Linked DNA regions of Rattus norvegicus: all the other regions are linked to region 3. The links are chromatin contacts, called in public Hi-C maps. All regions are on one chromosome and are shown on one strand. Each heading gives the region's core, a stretch centred on a gene start, on an enhancer-like site or on the middle of the called end of the contact. The rest is flanking DNA. Distances are from core to core; before and after follow the strand shown.

The links. A called contact is a pair of places that touch in the nucleus more often than the background predicts.
Region 1: a contact with region 3 is called in a Hi-C map of Schwann cells, with 4 times the contacts expected there. The contact joins the promoter of Jmy here to the promoter of Homer1 in region 3. A contact is called at or near these places in 3 of 12 Hi-C or Micro-C datasets (Schwann cells, frontal cortex and mammary epithelial cells) and 1 of 1 datasets of contacts at active chromatin or transcription factors (oligodendrocytes).
Region 2: a Hi-C map of liver shows a contact between it and region 3, with 4 times the contacts expected there. The contact joins the promoter of Cmya5 here to the promoter of Homer1 in region 3. A contact is called at or near these places in 3 of 12 Hi-C or Micro-C datasets (kidney and liver).

What each region holds. Positions count from the first base shown.
Region 1 is chr2:26,463,505-26,467,310 of GRCr8, forward strand. It overlaps Jmy (junction mediating and regulatory protein, p53 cofactor), which reads right to left and starts at 2,455. Exons shown (of 11, transcript XM_039103451.2): 1 at 954-2,455. The coding sequence starts at 1,946.
Region 2 is chr2:26,110,887-26,114,836 of GRCr8, forward strand. It overlaps Cmya5 (cardiomyopathy associated 5), which reads right to left and starts at 2,387. Exons shown (of 13, transcript XM_006231789.5): 1 at 2,152-2,387. The coding sequence starts at 2,291.
Region 3 is chr2:26,277,159-26,280,937 of GRCr8, forward strand. Homer1 (homer scaffold protein 1) reads left to right here and starts at 1,854. Exons shown (of 10, transcript NM_031707.2): 1 at 1,854-2,152. The coding sequence starts at 2,148.

The DNA.
Region 1 (3,806 bases), core at 1,205-3,704, 190 kb after region 3:
TCAGGATTCCTGGCCTACCACCAGTTAAACAAACATACATTTGACACCAAATTAGGAATAAGAACTCCATGAAAAGGAGCTTTTCTCCATCCCAACTTCAAGCACAGAATGTAGTGACATGACATTAAAACAGTAAATTACTTTGAAAAAGTATATACTGTCCATTAGGAGAAGTCACCTTATTAAATTACACTTTTCCTAGTAAGTTTCTACAGAAGCTGGTGAGGAGGTCTGACTTAATAAACATACCTATGTATAGCCTTAATTTCCTGTTATTTAAAGAAATCGAAGAGTATATTAAAGTTTTCACACTCCATAGAATAGCGTAAAGCACCCCTGCCCTTGACCTTCCTTCCCTCTTCCTAAATCAGGAGTGAAATGAGCCGTCTGTAAAGATCACAGTCTAAAATTTTATATATGTCAATTCTCTTTTGGACAAGTCAACACACGTTTTAAAAAATGAATTTAGGGCTGGGGTGTAGTTCAGTGGTACACTTTCAGCACTGCAAAACGCTGAAAAGTAAAACTTCATACCTGCCTACGTTACCAGAGCACACACACAAGGTAAACGAAAGCAGATCAACTTTGTTCCATAAGACAACTATTTTCAGTACATAAACATGACACCCTGAAAGAGGAGTGAATGTCTGGGCAAGTTACTTTGGGGGAGGGTAACATTCATTTAGTTTTAAGTTCACAGAATACCTGTTTTCTAAAGACTTTCATCTCTACCTGTATCTTTTTGCTTTTTGTTTTTGTTTTTGGAAACTGGGTACTTGGGAGGGGGACAAAAAACTTCCCAAAGATTCCTCGCTGAGATACGAAAAGAAAGCCGATCACCCCACCTCCCCCGTTCTTCCTTTTCCTGCGGATAGAAGACACTTCGCGGGCCCCAAACCCAGGCTCCAGCTCTTGGCAGAGACATCAAAGCCAGGGCCGCAGCTCCGACTCACCTCCTGGATGCGCCTCCTGGCCCGCTGAAGCACCTCTTCGTAGCCCTTCTGCCGCAGCTCGCTGAGGCTTTCGTAATACTCCTCCGGATCATCCGTCTCGGTGAAAAGCACCTGGGAAAGGATCTTCCAGCCACACGTGTCCAGGCCGTGGCCCAGGTAGACCTGGAGTTGGTAACATAGAGCGTCGATCTCCTGCTCGGTCATCTCGGGGGCGCCCCCAAACAGCACCGTCCACATGCCGGACGGCTCTTCGGGGAACACCGGCAGGCACGGCTCCAGCTGGGAGTTCACTGAGCACAGCTGCTGATGCACGGCCCGCAGATCCTGGAAGGAGAAAAGCCCGGCCCAGCTGCATTCTTCAGCCGGAGACTCCTGCTCCGCGGCGGACGGCGACTGCTCCGAGTCGGGGAGCGGCTGTGGCGCCTCGTCCTCCCTCACCAATTCCAGGACTTCGATCTCCTCGGAGACCGCCCCAGAGGCACTCACCACCCGCACGGACGACACCGGGGGCGCCGGCGGGGTTGGCGTGGCACCGGCGGTCGCATCTCGGGATTCGGCGCCTCTGCGGTGCGGGCTGGCCTTGGCCCGCACGGGGCTACGGAGAGGACTCTCCGGTCCTTTGGCGAGCGGACCCCGAAGGGAATCCTCCCTCAGGCTGCGCGCGCTGCGCGGAGAGCCGCTCTCAGTCCAGGCCTGGCTCTTCCGTGGCCCGGGGCTCCGGAGCGCTGTAGAAGAGGCAGCGGCCTCCGGCCGACCCCTGGCCGCCGGACTGCCGGGCCCGCGGCTTCCATCAGATGCTGACGTCCCCGTCTGTTCCCGGGAACCGCTCCTCTGTCTCTGGGCCGTCCGGTTGTGACAGGTTATAGCAAACTTGCCTTCAATCTCGTTCCAGGCCACAATGAACACAAACTTGTGCTTCTCGCGCTCGTCGAATACGTGGGGCCGCACCGCCACCCAGTCGGACTCAAGTGTCTCCTCCAGCGCGAACGACATGGTAGCTCCGGTGTCCGGCCAAAGGGGGCCGCCCGGCCGAGTCTCCGCGACGGTCGCGCCCCCAGCTCACCCTTGCCCGGCGCCTTCAGCCATCTTAGCGCGCCGGCCGCTCATCCACCGGCTCCTTTGTGGCGCGACTCTCAGAAGAGACAATACGCAGCCCGGAGCAGGTAGTTCACATGGTCACGTGCGGCCGGATCTGTTTACAAGCCGCTCGCTGCGGCAGCGCGGGGCCCTGGGCCGCCGGGCCGGCCTGCGTGAGCCCACGGAGCTGCGTGCAGAGACGCTGAGGCGCGCGTCCGCCGCTCGCCGGGGCCGACCTCCCAGCCGCCTCTCTGCCTCCCCGCGACCGCGCCGAGCCAGCCGGAACCAGAAAGCAGACTCCTAAACCTCCAGTCTCAGCATCGCCACAATGTTGCCATTCGGCTGTGACGTCGGCAGCTCCACGAGGGACGTAAACACGGGCACGTGCGGCACGCTGCTGACGCGGCGGCGGTGGCGGCGGCGGCGGCGCGCGTCCCGGCGGTGCCCCGCCCCCCTTCCCTCCGCGTCCCCCTGTAGCGCTTGCGCGCCGCCGCCGCCGCTCTGGGCCCCAGCCCCGCCCCCTTTTTCCCGGGCTGGGAGTTTGTGGCTGCGGGGTGACGCTTTTCTCCAAGAGGAGATACTGCTGCGTCTGGCTGCACAAGTGGCCTTGAACCCCGGGAAAGAGGAGCAAAGGCAGAGGAACACTGAGACTTTGTTCAGGGACCCTTATGTAGCCCTCCTTCACCCTGAGTGAATCTGGATCTCAACTGTGTTCAGAACGTACCCTAAACAGTTCGAGAACTCTGCCACACTTTACAAGGCTAAGCCAAAGGGCTCGATTCTCCCCTGAGATCCTTCAGACACAATTCAAGACAGACAAGTATCAGAAGACAACTCAGTAGAATACTGAAACAGTACAAAAAAATTCAATTATGTTCTAAAGTGCGTGAACATTCATCTCAATGTATCCCTTTTATTGCTCCTTATTGGGTACTGTTCTGAGAATCTCTTTGGGCAGTCACTGCGCTAAAGTTTTGAAGTTGTATTCAATTATCAGAGTTCCCAAAGAGCACAAACAAAAAGTTTTTATCAGCCTGGAAGGCAGTGCATGACTATAACCCCAACACTTGGTGAGTAGAGGCAAGATATGGGAATTCAAGGCCAGCTGGAGCTGCGAAAGACCTTGTTTCGAAAGCAAGACATAAAAATCTAATTATTCATACTAAGCTGTGTTGAAACATTCCTATCATTGTCTAGGAGGTTTATAGTCCTTTATATAATTGATGCTATCTCTTCCTGTCAGTGTCCAAGTCATTACTGTGGCAGGTGTGCCACAGTAATGTATAATAGGAATTAGTTCTTACACTTTAAGCCACATTTCCAAAACTTGTGCAAAAGCATCTGGGTTACCCTCACACTGTCAGCTACACACAGTTTTGTATTGGCTTGAAATCTAAATTGATAGTCAAGTTTTAGACCCTCTCTTGGCTGAACATTTTAAACCTTAAATACCTGCTTTGAAACCCATGCCTACTCTTGGATTTAAAACAACAACAACAAAAAAAAACAAAAAAACAAAAAAAAAAAAACAAAAAAAAACCTAATCAACAAAAAAACCTCACAGCAAGATTCATAAAGAAAAAATGACTTCAACCTTTTGGAATTCTTTTAATGAACAGTATTTTTTCAAAGCTTGTAACTGTACATATGTGTCAGCTCTCCCATGCAAATCAAAAACATACCTTTGAAAATACTGAAAGAGCTGGGCGTGGTGACCCACGCTTTTAATTCCAGAACTCAGTAGGGAGAGGCAGTCAGATCTTTGGGAGTTCACAG
Region 2 (3,950 bases), core at 1,137-3,636, 170 kb before region 3:
TTCCCCATCATGGCCCAAGCTCTTTCTTTATGTTGCCTCTTCATAGATTCTCTTCTGACATTCAACTTTGCTATCTGCCTGTCAAACTGTGGTCTGTGCTCTCAAGTCCTGCTGGGTTACTTACCATTTGGCTCAAACATGGACAGTTTTCCAGGACTCCATCACCTGCCTTATTCCCCTCAGCTTATTCTGACCCATTTCCTTGCAGTGGATACTTTACTGTCTGTGGTCAGAACAGGCTGAGGTTACCTCAGATGCATTAAATCCTTACTAAGAAGGGCTTAGCTTTGGGCGAAGGGCAACTCAGAAGTGGTGCCTAAAACTACAGACAACCCAATTGTAGTGTAAATGAGCTTCTCGTTATCTTGGAAAATAACGGCTAGACAAGAATATGAGCGTCCCACACATCACCATGAGAATCTCTCCTCTAACCTGGGAGTGGCTGATCCTCCTACTCCCTCTCCCACTCCCCACAGGCACCTCTCCTCTGCCCTTCCTTTATACATCTCCTGCCCATCTTCTGATATCCAGTCTGTAGCCAGTACTCCATGATTCTAGATGCTCGACCTCCCACAGCAGTGTTCACATTCTCCACTCAGTCTTTAGCACACAGACTTCCTTAGCATGTAGTCAGAAACCCGTCGTTCCTATCTTTTTCCTCAAAGTTCTTGAGGGCAGAGCTTGCTTCCTTCTTGGTAGTTGCTTGTTAAGAATGTAACTAACGGGGGTTGGAGATTTAGCTCAGTGGTAGAGCGCTTGCCTAGGAAGTGCAAGGCCCTGGGTTCGGTCCCCAGCTCCGAAAAAAAGAACCAAAAAAAAAAGAATGTAACTAACGCTTCAAGATTTCCAACGGATGGTTTTCTGTAATTAGCGGTACCCTACATGTATATATGCATGTGGAGACCTATTCCTCACATACAATTTAAAAAAAAGAAAAAGCCATCGCCACCAGCCTGGCACTCACTAAATAGGTGAGGCTGACTGCACAGTGAGCCCGGGGATTCTGTCTCTTTCCAGCTCCCTACCACAGAAAACAAGCACAAGCTACCAAGCTGGGCTTTTCCTCAGTACTTCAAGGACTGACCATAGGGATTGACTGGGGATTAAACTTGGGTCTTTGTGCACACGAGGCAAGCACCACACCAGCTGAGCTATCTCCCCTGCCTTCAATGCTACTCTTGGATTACTTCAACCTGAGCTATTCTGGCCTTGGTTGGGCATTCTGAAACGATAAACCTTCACTTGCCACCCGCCAAGGCCTTCTGAGAGGAGTACTCAGGAAGAGATACCATTTGACTGACACATGCTGAGGATAAAACAAAACATACCATTATTCTTATCTTAGGGCTGGATGAGAAGGGACTAAGTGGAGAGAGTCCTAATAGATAGACAGACAGACAGACACACACACACACGCACGCACGCACGCACATATGCATATAGTATTACCTAATCTAATCTCACTCGCCTTATTGATAGATATTTAGGATCAGAGCGACTTTTAGGACAGAGGTTGCTGAAACACCTCCCAGGAGAGCCCAGCTGGTCTGAAAATCACAGTCTTCCTGCTTCTGCCTTTCTATTATTGGAATCACAGGGCAGGCATCCACACCTGGCCTTCATGAGTCTTTCCTTTAAGGAATGTATGGATGTTTGCACCAAAAATAGTTCCCATACAGCAAGCTAGCCCAGCGCTAGAACTCGAGGAGGCTGCCACACCTTTCAAGGTAATGGACTGCGCCTTCTCTGACCGCAGACCCTTCCCCAAGCTTAGGCAGGCAAGATTGATTCAAGGCGGGCAGCCAGACGCAAGGATTCCAGCACAGTTTTGCGGATAGGCAGAACCCCAAGTAAGTCTCCAAGAATAAATGAGCAAGTCACAAGGAGCTGGGAGGCGGGGGTGGGGTGTGGGTGGGGGCAGACTGTGAACTTCGCTGCAGGCGACCTGTCACTCTTGCTGACAGCAAGAACCTTCTACCTTCAAGTTTTTAAAAAGGCGCCGCGCCCCAGACAGAGGGCTTGGCACCGGGGAGAAATGCGCTCCTGAGGTTGGAAAGGGAAAGGAAAAGGCTGGGGGTGGCCAGCGGCCTGGCGAGACACCTGTAGGGTGGACAACTTTGCTAGGCCCTGGGTGGTACGGGCTCTGGCTACCTGGCGTCGGGCTCCTCCTCCGACTCGGCCGCCGTCTCCTCCCCCTCGCCCTCCGACTCCTCCTCTGTCTCCGGCTCCTCTTCCTCCGCGCCCCATCCAAGTAAACCCTGGGCTGCGAGTCCGCTGTCGCTGCTCGCCATCGCGCCTGTCCTGGCCGGAGTCGGAGCTGCCCACGCCTCGCCCGGTGTTCTCCGTCTGACTGCACTTTGCCCGGCCCGCGCGGCTGCTTGGGTTCCCGGCGCGCGGGGTGGGGGCGCCCAAGCCTTTAAATAGAAGGCGTCAAGAAAGTTTCGCCACGGAGCTTTAGCCGCCCGGGCTCAGCTTCCCCTGGTTCCTGTCGCCTGCCAACTTCCCCGCCCGTTTTGGCAGACCTTCGGCGGCCTTTGGGGCCAGGGCGGAGAGTAGTGTTGAGGGCTGCCCAGGGGCGTCAAACGACCCACCAGCCCGGCCTTCCATCCAGTGACCTGGTGGTTCTTACACCTCGGGCTGGGCTGAGGGATGCTTCATGCCAAAGGCAGCGCTCGCCAGGGTCTTGTTTTCCCTTCTTCCTGAGAAGAGAACGTTAGGTGCAGGTTTGTAGATAGCTTAAGGCCCCAATGCCAGTATGGTGACAATGGAAACAAACCAGCAGCTCCTGAGGGGACCAAGATCTCATTGGATCAAGTAAAGCCAGTGCTTAACCTCTCAATCACTACTCTAGGACTAAAGCCCAAGATCCTCCTAGAGAATAAATCCTGACTAATCCACTTTTAGAAATCGGGTATTTACACTGTATCAAATGAATTCTTTCTGCCTGAAAGGCTCACCTGTTCACTTATTGGAGATCACTGCCTTTCTCTGAAACCTCCAGGTTTGAACTCACTGCTCCTCTCCAGGAACTCGAGCAGTCTTTTGAATGTGTTGATACCCAGGAGACTGTTTCTCTGTCACACCACCTAGTTCTTATAAGCTACGAATGTTTCTGAGAAGGCAGAGGCCTGTTCAGTACAAGGGTTAGAAAGTATTCTTTCCAGAGAAAGACGTTTGGCTAGATCTCCAAATCTTTACTCATTGCAGATTCTTAGAGTTGCTAAACAAAGTGGGAAATCAGAGTATTACTGTCCAGTTACTCCAGCTTGAATGCTGCACATTGGGTGTCCCAGGACACTCTTTGGTGTAGATCGGCAGCCACCTCGTTTACCAATTTTGCCAAGACCCTACTTCAACTACCTTTACGTTTAGAATTATATACAGAGTCCACACATTTAATACTAATATTTTTTTCTTTTTTGGTTCTTTTTTTCGGAGCTGGGAACCGAACCCAGGGCCTTGCGCTTCCTAGGTAAGCGCTCTACCACTGAGCTAAATCCCCAGCCCCTAATAATACTAATATTTTAACAGCACATACAAACAAAAACTGTGGCATTCACACAAAATTGAAATGGGAAAGACTTCCAAGTCTCCAGTTGGGGAAATAGGTCAATGGGTGGAGCACTTGCCTAGCAGACCCAGGCTTAGTTCAATCCCATCCGTGAAAATAAATTAAAAAAAAAAAAAAAAAAAAGCCTGTCTCACCATATATGAACAGCCCTCTTCCCTGATCCAACTGGACTGCCGCATGGTCTTAAGTGCTGGCTCCTTAGTTCCAGGATAAAATTCATCAGCTTTTTGGCCTATTTGTCACAACAGATCGGCTGTCACAACGTGGTGGCAATGCAGGAGCCCACGCTGTGGCAGAGTCTGAGGCTTTCTTAATGCCATAATGCTGAACAGCCATCCCCAAGGGACTATGACTTACAAACAGTACCTGGGGTCACGCT
Region 3 (3,779 bases), core at 604-3,103:
GAACCATGGCTATGTTGGGAACAGCAACATTTAGAACACTTGGAAATCTCCCTCTGCCTTAACTGCTATCCAAACAAGAGGTTTGTTCCTAGCTCTACTTTTTTTCTTTAAGTCAAAATGCATGCCATTAGTGGGGAGAAAGCTTAAAAGTTGACCATGTTCAGAATGGTATTCATGATTCCTAAAATTAACGGTGGTTCCCCGCAAGTCTACCAGTAGTGATCACTCTCCCTCCCACTTTTCCCTGCCGCTTGGGATGTGAACAGCCCGGGGATGCTGCGGCAAACCCAGTGGGAGAGGGAGACAGGACTTTACCGGCGGCACTTCGGCACTGTTGCTATGAGTGATTCATTCGCATTTGGCACATTTGTGCAAGGAAACCTCCTCCCGGCGCTCCCTCTCCAAGCTCTCCACAGACAGTCTCCGGCGCCTTGGCCTTTAAGGAGAAGCGAGAGAAACCAGAGCAGGTGGGCACCGAACAGCTCGCCCAACCCGCCTCCCCCAGCTCCTTCCCTAATTTAGCAGTACTTCCGGCCGCGTGACATCATCCCCCGCACAAGGTGACGTGAGCGGAGGGTGACGTATGTGCGGAGAGGAGCGCGCTGACGTAGCTATTTAAAGGTCCTCCTGCGGGGAGGATGGAGACACAGCGCGAGCACCTGGCGTGTGGAACGGACGAGGCCGTCCAGAGCCAGCACAGGAGCCGAGCGTGTTGTCCGCCCGCTGCCCGCCGCTAGGGGAGGGGAAGAAAAAAGGGACGGACCGACGGACCGGCCGGCTTATCCCCTCCGGGGTTGATCCTCACCGCCGGGTCCGAGCCCGTGCCCCGCCTCCAGCGAGCCCCACCTCCTCCGCGGGCCTGCGGCGGCGGCGGCGCTCCGCCCCTCGAGCCGGGAGGGCCGCGTTCACTGCCCCGCCCCGCCCCGCCCCCTCTCCTGCTCCGCTGCCGTGCTCGCCTCACGCCGGCGGCGCGGACTGGGAAGCGGCGCCCTCGGCTGCGCTCGGTTCGGAACCCGCTCTGTGGAGTCAGAGGCAGCGACGGGCGCCAGGCCGCCCGGGCCGGCGGAGGCGGCCGCTGAGGGGAGTGTGAGGAGGCAGCGGCGGCCCTGGGAATGTGAGGCGGCGCGGAGCGGGAGAGAAGAGCCGGGGTGGGGGCACGAGCCGCGGCTGCCGTGCCTCAGACGAGCCGCGAGCCTCTCGCTTCAGCGCGCGACCGCCGGGAGCTTGGGGGCTGGGTGCGGGGGACCGCGCGGGGCTGGGTTCTCTGATTCATTCATTCTCCGCGGCCCGGAGCCCGAGGCCGCGGGTGCTGCGAGGAGAGGCGGGAAGAGGGGGCGGCCGCGAGCGGGGCTCCTTTGTGCTCGGCGGGGGCCGGGAAGCCGTGGGAGGTGGGCTCGGGCCCCCTGCGCTGCTCCCCGGCGGCCGCTGCGCCCCCAGCTAGCCGCCAGCCTGGAAATGGCTCCGCTGATGCTCCTCGTGAGAACGAATCGATCCTTCCCAGCCTTCTCTGCCTGCTCTCCACCTCCTCTCTGCTCCGAGTCTTAGGAGAACGAACATTCAAAGGACAGATTCCAATGTGGTGTGCTGTGCACATCGCGAGCGGCTGGGGTTTGCACTTCGAGATTTCTTCTTTATAATTTTTTTTTTTTAATGTAAGGGAGACAGTGGAATTGCTACCCGTAGAATTTTTATTCAAGTGCACGTCGCGTTGGGTTGCACGCTCCACCCCCAGGGACCTGGTGTGGTGAAATTTGAACCCACCGCCTTAGCCCAAAGGCCGAGTAACCTGGCTGCTTGAGTGTCGTGGAAGACGTGAGCGAAATGATCAGCGAACTCATTTTTTATCAGACTCACTGAAGCTGGCTTTTGCGTTTTTCTACACGTACACTAATTTTATGGAATAGTTAAAGTGCTATATTCTCCGCGCAACCTTTTCAAATTCCAAATGTTTGAACGTTTTGGTGTCAGCGCGAGTGAAATCATTTTACCGACAAGAACTAACTGAATTGTCTGCCTCGTTGAGTTGCCTCCGGAAAAGATCTCGGGGGTGGAAAAGCAACTGCAAAATAACAGACGGAGAAAATTCCTTGGAAGTTATTTCTGTAGCATAAGAGCAGAAACTTCAGAGCAAGTTTTCATTGGGCAAAATGGGGTAAGGATTTTGTGCTTATCACAGCTTTAAATCTGCTTATGCGTGTGTGCAGTTGAGCGGTGATGGTGACCATGTTTTTAAATTCGATCCCTTGGAAAACGGGTACTACTTTAAAATACAGATTATATTTGTATTATTGTAGAGTGACACCAGAGGTCCTAATTAGAATGTGTAATGTTTGTAACTCAGTTACAGTTTTATTAATGATATATATGAAGACAATGCACTTGTCTACCCTGAACCTCCTAATAGACCGAACCGCTGTATAGGTCACTAAATTTTGCTATCTTAGGTTTGGTTGGCGGTGTCGTTCAAAGCTGCACATTCTGCCAGTACTTTGTAGAAATGATCAGCTGTCCAAAGGGGGGATTGTAGTGAGTGGTTAGACTCCAGTCCTTGGAACTGATCCCTTGTAAGTTGCTGCCCTCGCAGTGCCCTGTTCTATCCTTGAACATCCGAAACCAAATATACAGCTTGGTTTACTGGGCATTAAACGGAAATCTCAGGCTGTTTCGATCTAAACGGTGTGGGTGCTGGAGAGGCAAGCTGTTGATTGAAGGAACGTGTTCACTTCTCTGTTTTGTTTCTTTTTAAGCTCAAACCTTTAGCTTGTGCCAACAGTGTCAGATTTACATATTCGGCATAGCCCAAAGCCAGCCTAGAGTGCATTTCCTAAACTTTTCATTCTAACACTGCTGCATAATAAAATGCTAGTTCCTTAATTAAGCTGGAAGCCTGTGTTATGGAGTGGGGATCTTCGCATTTCTTTAGTGGATTGTCAGTGCTGTCTCTGCATTCTTCCTCAGGTCCAACTAGCACCGATAAAAAAGTAGTTGAGGAACGAGGTTTGGAATGATGGATTTTGAAATTCATTGTGATAGCTTAGGAACACACACTTTATAAAGTTCTTGAATAGTTGCTTTTTTGCCCTAGTAATTACAATTCGAAGTTTATTGGCTTATACAACTTTGAAAATGTAGTCATGTGTCATAGCAGTTCTTCCTCAGGAATTAATTATGAGTTGATAATTATTTTTAATACTTAAATGACAAGTGATAAGAATGTAATTAAAATACCTTATTCTATTTCTGGTTCTGCTATTAGTAGCAAAGTGACCTTCAGCAAATTACTTAACCTTTATGGGCTGTATTCTTGTCGGTAAAATGAGGAGTGTAAGAGTTTTCCAACCTGTAAAAATGATTTTCTTTCTTTCCTCATTTAATGGTCAGCAGTTGACTTTTTTTCTTCTAATGTGTTTAAGCATGGAAGCTAGGAAATGAAGGTGTTAGAAAGTGTTCTGGTCGGTTTCACCAAATGAGAAAATACTAAAAAAAATTAATATTGGAAACATTTGACTTCCCACCGTTTGAAATGTGTTTTGTAAGCCGTGTTGGAGTGTCGTGCACTCTCACCTACACACAAAATCAGGTGATAGTTTTTCACGGAGTATGCTGCGTCCCTCAGACTGGAGTAGCATCGTCAAAGAGGAGAATCAGTTATGCATCTCTTACATTACAGGAATGCTCTTTTTTTTTTTTTTTACCAGATGAAGAGTGAGATAGGTACTAAGGACACTACTATTTGAAATAGGAAATTAAGCTACCTACAGGAAATCCATTTAGCTACT